Regions from separate parts of the Sus scrofa genome. Here region 2 is linked to region 1. A link is a contact called in public Hi-C data. All regions are on one chromosome and are shown on one strand. Each heading gives the region's core, a stretch centred on a gene start, on an enhancer-like site or on the middle of the called end of the contact. The rest is flanking DNA. Distances are from core to core; before and after follow the strand shown.

Region 1 (4,232 bases), core at 1,497-3,996:
AACTCTCCCTTGGCCACCACCCAGTTTTTCTTTCTTGTCCCTTATACACTGGAACATAATATCTCAGACACATGGTCCAGCTTGCGAATGCTTGAAATCTGAACCTGTCTAATGGAACATAAATCTGCCAAATACCTAAATGATCAGAGTTCAGGATAACAAACAGGGCTGCTGGTAATTTAATGGAGGGTTTCGACACACACACGCACTTCTCCTTCTCCTGCCTCACTTCCATCCCCTATTTATAAAAACAGAAAAAATAAAATTAGATGTGGACAGAATCAGTGCCTTTACTGTACTCTCACTTTTAGGTCTGAAGGAGAATATTAAATATTAGCCTTTCCCAGGCTGTTTATTAAAGACATACTAAAAGATGCAAAAAGTTCCTTGTATTTCAGAGAGGGTGTCATTGCTTGGTCTATACCTTTATGTTCTGATTAAACTGTAACCAACTCATAAATCCCTATAAGGGCCTGGTGTCATTTTGGTAAACTTCTCTTACACCAAGAGGTTACCAAGTACCAAGCTAATACCCTCAAATGGAGGGCTGCCACCTCAAGTTAAGCACCCAGTGCTACTCTGGACAACCATCGGGCTTGACAATCTATCTATATCTTTGGGAAAATCACCACGCATTGTCTTTGCAAAGAATCTGGGACTTCCCTTCTGCCTCTTGTAAGCAGAGAGACCTCATAGCAGTGCTCTAGGGCCAGGCAAGAATCCGCTAGGCTCAATTCATTTGGCAGGTACCCTGTAGGGCCATTTCTTGACAACACATCATAGACTGCAGACCTTGATGGTTGCATAACCAGGAGGCACTCTCACTCTTTTTCCTTAGACTTGATTTGGTTTGTGTTGGTTTTTCCTCTTTCTTTCTTTTTTTTGCAGCACTTGGGCCAAATAGAAGTTCCTGGGCCAGGAATTGAATCTGAGCTGCATCTGCAACCTAGGCCACAACTGTGACAATGCCAGATCCTTAACCCTCTGCGCCTGGCCAGGGATCGAACCTGGGCCACCACAGAGACAATGCTGGATCCTTCACCTGCTGTGCCAAAGCAGGGACTCCATTCGAGTGTTGGTTTGAGTATTCACTGCCCATAGGTTTAGGGAATGTGATACCTCCTTAGCACTAGAGGGTGAATATGAATTTGTTTTAGCTGGTCCAGGAAATTCTGTTTTCCTAGCTAGTGATTACTTTTAGGAATACGACTCAGTCCTGGTCAATGGTCCTGCAGGGGTGGGAGTGGGGAGGGATGAGCAGTCTATCTTGGAGCTTTTGGAAAAGGTCTTTCCCTCTAATTGAAATGACCATTCATTTAGCCAGAGGCTGAGGAATTCAATGTAGATGCCTAGAAATGTGGAAGACATTTGGCAATCATGGGGCAATTCAAGGACAAAGCCACTAACGAAGGAAGGTGGAGCAGGAAGATGAGAGCACCCAAGTCCCTGATTACATCATAAGCCATTACAGAGTCAACTTCTGTGCTTGTTACAAGAGATGTTAAATGATCCAACTTTTTAAACTGCCTTTAGTTGGGTGTTGGGTCTTGTGTCTGCTCCTGGAGACCCACTCTTCAGCCTTTCTACCCTGCTCTGTGTCTGGAGTCCCACCTATGAACCACATCAACCGGCCCCCTGTCCCCTCCTTCTACAGGGCATGGGTAATGGGGAGCCCTAGCAGAAGACTAGAGGGAGGAGAGTGAAGGCAGGCCATTATTCCTGTAGCTCCTTCCCCGAAGAGTCACTCTGGCTGGCTGTGTCCCTTGACTGAAGGCTCTTGGCAACTCTTCTGAAGGTGCCTTTTCTCTCGGAGTCTTCTTCCAGTAACTGCTCCCTCTCTCTTTGCCCAGAAGCTATTACCAAAAGGCTCTACTGATACAAGTCCCTTGATCCCACTACAATTCCACACCTTTGTAAATACTCCCTTTATAAAACCCAAGTCCTCATATGATCCTAATCTGAGTATGCTGCTTCTTGTTGAGATCCCAACTGATGAAGATATTCTATTACTTGCAGCTAAAAGCTGCCAAGTGATAATAACCCTCAGCACTAGGTTTTAGTTTTTAAAATCCAAGACTCATCACAATACAGAAAATTCCAGGACACCTCTGTTCTAATGGAGTTAGCGTGTCTGTGGGTGGCAGGTGGCAGTGTCTGGAGGAAGGAGGAGGAAATAGATGGCACATGCACATGTGTTTCCTGGTAGCCTTGCAGGAAGGGGTAAGAATCACATCTGAATAACCCTTAACAGTCTATAATGTAGCTTATACACACTTTTATTTACAATAACCCTGTGAGGTAGGTCTCGTGATTTTAATTTTACAAATGGGGTCAGGTGAGGATCAGAACTGTGATTAATTTTTCAAAGTTGTAGCAAGGGGTGAACCAGGAACGGAAACCAGATCTACTGACTCAAATTCTGTGGTTTTTCTCTCTTCCCAGGGCTTGCCCTCCCTCCATGAATCAAGCCCAGGAAGGCAGGACAGAACCAAAAGGGAAAGGGAAGAGGCTGGGTGACATGTGGGTTTATGCTGTCCTTCTATTCCTCATCTAAGATTTTTCTGAAATTCCTTTAACATCTAAGAAAAACCACATACGCTAAAAAAAACCTCCCAATCCAACAGCTTGCAGTAGCCTCGGATTCCAGAATAAATACTGAAATTGGCAGGACACCTAGTATCCTTCCTCTCAACGGGTCACGTGAGGACACTGCCCAAAATCCGTCATGTGTGTGTCTGGGTATGTACAACATTTATGTCTCATCCTACCCTCAGATGGCTCTTTCTTGTGCCAAAAAGAACTGCTCTGTCCTACCTTCTGATCTAATCTAAAAATGTCATCAAAATCTGGCCCCAAAAACCTAAAAATTCTTTTTAAGTGGAGGAGACTTCAGTATCCTCCCAGCCTCCTAAGAGAATGGCTCAGATGAAACCATGCCAAGTACTGAGTAAATGGGAGGGGTTTTTAGTGGAAACCATAACGCTATGCTGTGGCCACGTTTTCACAATACTTCAGGGGTGGGAGGGTGGTCCCTCTGCCTGGAGAGACTGGGAGGCTATTTAACATTTCGTTCAGGGGAAACATAGCCCAGATCCAAGAGTCAAGACCAAGTCATGAGACTCACTGGAGTCAAACTCTGGCATCAGCCCCGAGTGCTTGTAGGCAGCTGTGCCTTCACCCTAACAAAACCATCTAGAACACGCCTACATGGAAGAAACAAAATACAAAATTCTGGCATGTGGCTTCTCAGGAAACTGATCCTTAAATTCAGTTTACTATCTGAATTTTTTCCCTGAGATCAGCTGAAGGTGGCTTTCACCACCAAAGGGGTAAAACATAATGTAGTGAAAATAAGCACTTATTTTATAACCAATTACCAAACTGTTGTTGAAACAGCCAGTTCTTATTGATACAGGAAGATGTTCAAGAACTAGCACTGGGTAGACAGAGAAAGACGAATACTCTGTAGTATCACTTATACACAGAATCTAAAAAAGCCAAACTCAGAGAAACAGAGAGTGGAGTAGTGGTTACCAAGGGTGGGGTGTGTTAGGGAAATGAGAGATGTTGGTCAAAGGGTACAGACGTCTAGTTGCGAGATTATCAAGTCCTAGGGATCCCTGAGGTACAGCATGGTGATTATAGCTAATAATACGTGAATTTTTTTTTTTTTTCCATTTTTGGCTGCCCTGAAGCATATGAAATTCCCAGGCCAGGGATCAGATCCGAGCTGCAGCAATGCTGGATCCTTAACCCATTGTGCTAGGCCAGGGAGCCAACCCACATCCCAGCATTCCCAAGACGCTGCTGATACTGCTGTACCACAGCGGGAACTCCACATGCATGAATGTTGCTGAGAGAAATCTTAGTCTCACTACAAAAAAGAAAAGGTAATTATGTGAGGGGACAGATGTGTTAGCTAATGCTATGGTGTTAATCAGTCTGCAATATATAAGTGTATGAAATCAATACACTGGACACGTTACACTTATGTAATAATTGTGTTATCAATTATATCTCAATGAAGCTGGGGGGTGGTAAGCAACAGTGGTGAGTAAATGCGCAATTAAAAAAAAAAAGACTGGAGTTCCCGTCGTGGCGCAGTGGTTAACGAATCTAACTAGCAACCATGAGGTTGCGGGTTCGGTCCCTGCCCTTGCTCAGTGGGTTAACGATCCGGCGTTGCCGTGAGCTGTGGTGTAGGTTGCAGACGCGGCTCGGGATCCTGCGTT
Region 2 (4,144 bases), core at 5-2,504, 120 kb after region 1:
TTTATGTATACATGTTTCAGGGTAAGAAAAATTATGTGTATCAGGAGTTTCTACAGTTTATACTGTTTAAATCCATAAGCACAAGAACATCAGGAGAAAAAAAAAAACTCGACCTTATACTGAACTCTGCAGTTCTGAATTAAGTGTTCAGAATAAACATTTCCTAATAGGCTCTTATCCTTTCATCCAAATCCAATAATTTGCAGTGAACAAGAAGGAAAATATATTAATTTTACTTTATTAATTTTTAAAGTTCCCAGAAAACTTTCTGGAGGAAGGTGAGATTCTAATTTTGTGGACTGGTGTGGGAGTGGTGGGAAGTAGGAAAACAAATGGGCAAATCTTTGATTCTTACTTGTAGACTGCTTTTTAAAAAATGAAGTTAATTACACCTTTTTATTCATTTGGGAAAATCATTTTGGGGAAACGTAATAGCACTATAAAAAGTTAATCATCCAGTCATGAACTACTTTTAAAGCAGCAAGATGCATGTTTTTATACAAGCTTCCCTAATTTTAACTCATATATTTACAATACCTCTACTCAGTAATCTAACAACTAGGTAATCATGCTTACTAGTTTGCCAGGGTTTGGCCTGGATTTTTGAGAATGTAAAAACAAGGAATGCATGGGAGCCAATGGCATACGGGGGAGATAAGCAAGAGAGGGAAAAATAATGAAGTCCTTCCTTAGAGAGATATGTGAATTACTCTGAACTTTTCATTGCTAATTTTGTTCACCGAGTTAATATACAACAGACTTGCAAAATTCAACACAGTTTTAAAGTAGGATTAACAGAAATTCATGAAAACTTTTTCATGAGTGAGTGAAACTATTCTCTGAGTGTTATATCTTTTTTTGGATATATACTTTTCATCTATTGTACATTCCGATTTTTCTGTTGTTGTTGATGAAAAGAAATAGAAGTCCTTAATACAATAGATCTCCTTGCCTGGATGTATGCATTCAAGTTCATTCCCTGGGTTTCCTGTGCTGTTTTTTCTGTAGGTTGGGCTTTATCCGGAGACAATACCATTGATGGCCTTGCTAAATTAGTAATACCAATGCCAAAACAAGTCATCAAAACTTTATCTCTGCCCTTGAATTCTTAACAAAATGCTTTGTTTTAATTTAAACATACTGGAAAAAAACTCCTCCAATGCCTCAACCACTCAGAGGGGAAGAGAGCAGGCCTAACGGGACTTTGGATTATGAGCAGCTTCTAGGATCAGGCTCTAGTTAGTAAAATCTATGGACTGCTTCCAGGAGCAGCTTGGTACGTTTTCTGCCAAGATCCACTGGAGCACTGCTGCCCCTGGCCCTGAGGGCTGAAGGCTAGTTCAGCACACAGGAAGGTTCTTTTGGTGGCCTTGGCAAAAAACAAGAGCCCAAGCCCAGAGACTTTCCAAGTTGGTCCCCTTCACATGGCTGCACGAATTAAGAAATTACTGAAGGTTCTCCTTTACCTTCATCTATGGAGTACACCATTCCTCCAGTACTTTTTGTTTATCTACGAGGTCTCAAGACTTTCTTGTAAGACAGGAGAAAAATACTTTGCCACCTTTAGTAGGTACTCCCATTTTACACTTTTCACAGTCTTTAGCTCAAAGGATTCACCATTAATCTCAAACTATTTCAAAAAAGGGCTGTGGTCATAAAGAGCCGAGATTTGGAGGTAACAACCAGTGCTTGTTGGACATTCACTAAAGGCCTTGTTGATTTAAAGAAAAGGGGGGGCACACTAATTTGGTTTATTTCCATTGTGAACCAGTAACTGTTTTGCCCATAAGTGTTATGACATTGGCTTCAAAATCTCTGAGACCTGGATTGTGGTCTTTGGCCTGGTTATTTTGGACCTTGAGGGGATGGACAGATTGATCCAAGAAACTGCAGCTCACACAGCTGAAGAAGTACATCTGGATTGTCATGTGGGTGCCATGGAGCTATTATACACACAGAGAGAGCATTGGAGATGATGGTAGTCTTGATTTTAGCTCTCTCTTATAGCTCCTGGACAATGCCATTTTAAAAGGATAAACTTAAAAAAGAATATTTGTATAGCACTTTGCAATTACTGAAAGTAGACTTTTGTTTTAATTCAAAAAGGTACAGAAATCTCATATTGGATTGTGGTTAAATTATACATTTTTTGCTATTATCAGTTATTTAATCATTAGATCTTATAACTTAGTGTACTATCTAGTTCTTAAGGGGAGATGTCCCCTTGGTTTTAATAGTGAATACATGAATACTTGTTAATTATTGAGAACTTTTTATTTTGCTAGAGGCATAATTACAAATTTTTAACCACCAGACCTTCCTGTTTAAAGACTCAAGTTTTACTTATAAAATGTTCTTGAATATTTGTTAATTATTCCTTAATAAAGTTTTTTTTAAGTACTACTCAAGGACAACCTAGTAAGACAATGTGTATTATACTGGAGTACCAAAAAAGCATGATTCCCCAGCACCCACATTTATAAAGGATAACAATGGAAAGAAAATCTTCCAAGTATCAACTCTTGCCTTCAGAAAATGTGAATAATACGAAGAGTTCTTTGTATTACTAGCTACTAACTGATCTGGAGGGTCTCTATGCCAGAAGCCACTGTTGCCACCCATCCCCATACGGATGTCTTTCATCTGGTAAAACTAAAACTCTGTACTCTTAAAGGATAACTCTCCATTTCCTCTCTCACCATTCCCTGGCAATTACCATTCTACTTTCTCTCTTTATGATTCTGACTATTCTACATACCTCATTTAAGTGGAATCATACTATACTTGCCTTTTTGTGACTGGCTTACTTCACTTAGTATAGTATCTTCAAGATTCATCTGTGTTGTAGCACATCGCAGAACTTCCTTCCTGTTTTAAGGTTGAATAATATTCCTTTGTACTTATAAACACCATTTTGCTCATCCATTTAACTGCTGATGGACACTGGGTTGCTTCTACACTTTAGCTATTGTGAATAATGCTGCTAAAAATATGAGTGTAGAAATAACTCAAGACCATTCTTCCAATTCTTTTAATACCCTGAAGTAATGTTACTAGATCATATGATACTTCTATTTTTAATTTTTGAGGATCTGCCTTACTGTTTTCCACGGCGGCTGTACCATTTTATATTCCAATTAACTGTGCACAAAGGTTCCAATTTCTCCATATCCTCACCAACACTTGTTGTTTTATGGTCTTTTTGGTTCTTTTTTTTTTTTTAAATGGCCACACTTGTGGCGTATGGAAGTTCCCAGGCCAGGGACCGAATCTGAACCACAGCTGTGACCCTCACCATTGCTGTTGTAACACCAGACCCTTTAACCCACTGCACGGGCCAGGGATCAAACCTATACCTCCACAGTGACTCAAGGATTCTTAATCCACTGTGCCATAGCAGGAACTCCTATGTTTGTTTTTATTTTTTATAGTAGCCATCCTAAGAGTTGTGATGTGGTATCTTACCATAATTTTGATTTGCATTCCCCTACTGACTAGTGACACTGAGCATATTTTCATGTGCTTTACTGGACATTCATTTATCATATTTGGAAAAATATCTGTTCAAGTTCCTTGCCCAGTTTGGAATCAGGCTGCTTGGGTTTTTTTTGGTTGTTGTTGTTGTTGAATTTTAGGAGTTCTTTATATAGTCTAGATATTAATCCCTTATCAGATATATGATTTGCAAATATGGTTTGGCTTTTTACTCTGTTGATTGTTTCTTTATGCACAATTTTGTTCATGAAGTTCATTTTGTGCAATTTTTCTTTTGTTACCTGTGCCTTTGGTGTCAGAGCCACTAAATCATCACCAAATCCAATGTAGTAAAGCTTTGGGCTTAAGAATTTTACTGTTTTAGGTCTTATATTTAGGTCCTTGATACATTTTGAATTAATTTTTGTATATGGTGTTAGGTAAACATTCAGCTTCACTCTTTTGAATGTGTACATCCAATTTTCCTAAAACCATTTGTTAAAAAAACCTGTCCTTTCCAATTGAATAAGCTAAGGCACCCTAACTATCAAAAATCATTTGATCATATATGTAAGAGTTATTTCTGGGCTCTCTATACTATCCCTTGGTCAATATACCTGTCCTTATACCACACTGTTTTGTTGATGTTTGTTAAATGCTTTTTCTTCAT

What was found. A called contact is a pair of places that touch in the nucleus more often than the background predicts.
Region 2: a Hi-C map of skeletal muscle shows a contact between it and region 1, with 3 times the contacts expected there. The contact joins two enhancer-like sites. A contact is called at or near these places in 14 of 47 Hi-C or Micro-C datasets (adipose tissue, blood, embryonic fibroblasts and 6 more) and 2 of 2 datasets of contacts at active chromatin or transcription factors (alveolar macrophages and skeletal muscle).

What each region holds. Positions count from the first base shown.
Region 1 is chr12:45,833,100-45,837,331 of Sscrofa11.1, forward strand. All of the region lies in intron 16 of SSH2 (protein phosphatase Slingshot homolog 2), which reads right to left. Among named protein-coding and RNA genes, the nearest start is that of CORO6, 21 kb to the left of the region's middle. Within about 2 kb of position 2,747, at least 30 of the 83 cell types and tissues checked have an H3K27ac peak or open chromatin away from gene starts, as enhancers often do. A contact at or near this core is called in skeletal muscle, where this site is marked.
Region 2 is chr12:45,959,282-45,963,425 of Sscrofa11.1, forward strand. The region is part of intron 3 of SSH2 (protein phosphatase Slingshot homolog 2); the gene reads right to left. Among named protein-coding and RNA genes, the nearest start is that of EFCAB5, 120 kb to the right of the region's middle. Within about 2 kb of position 1,255, at least 2 of the 83 cell types and tissues checked have an H3K27ac peak or open chromatin away from gene starts, as enhancers often do. A contact at or near this core is called in skeletal muscle, where this site is marked.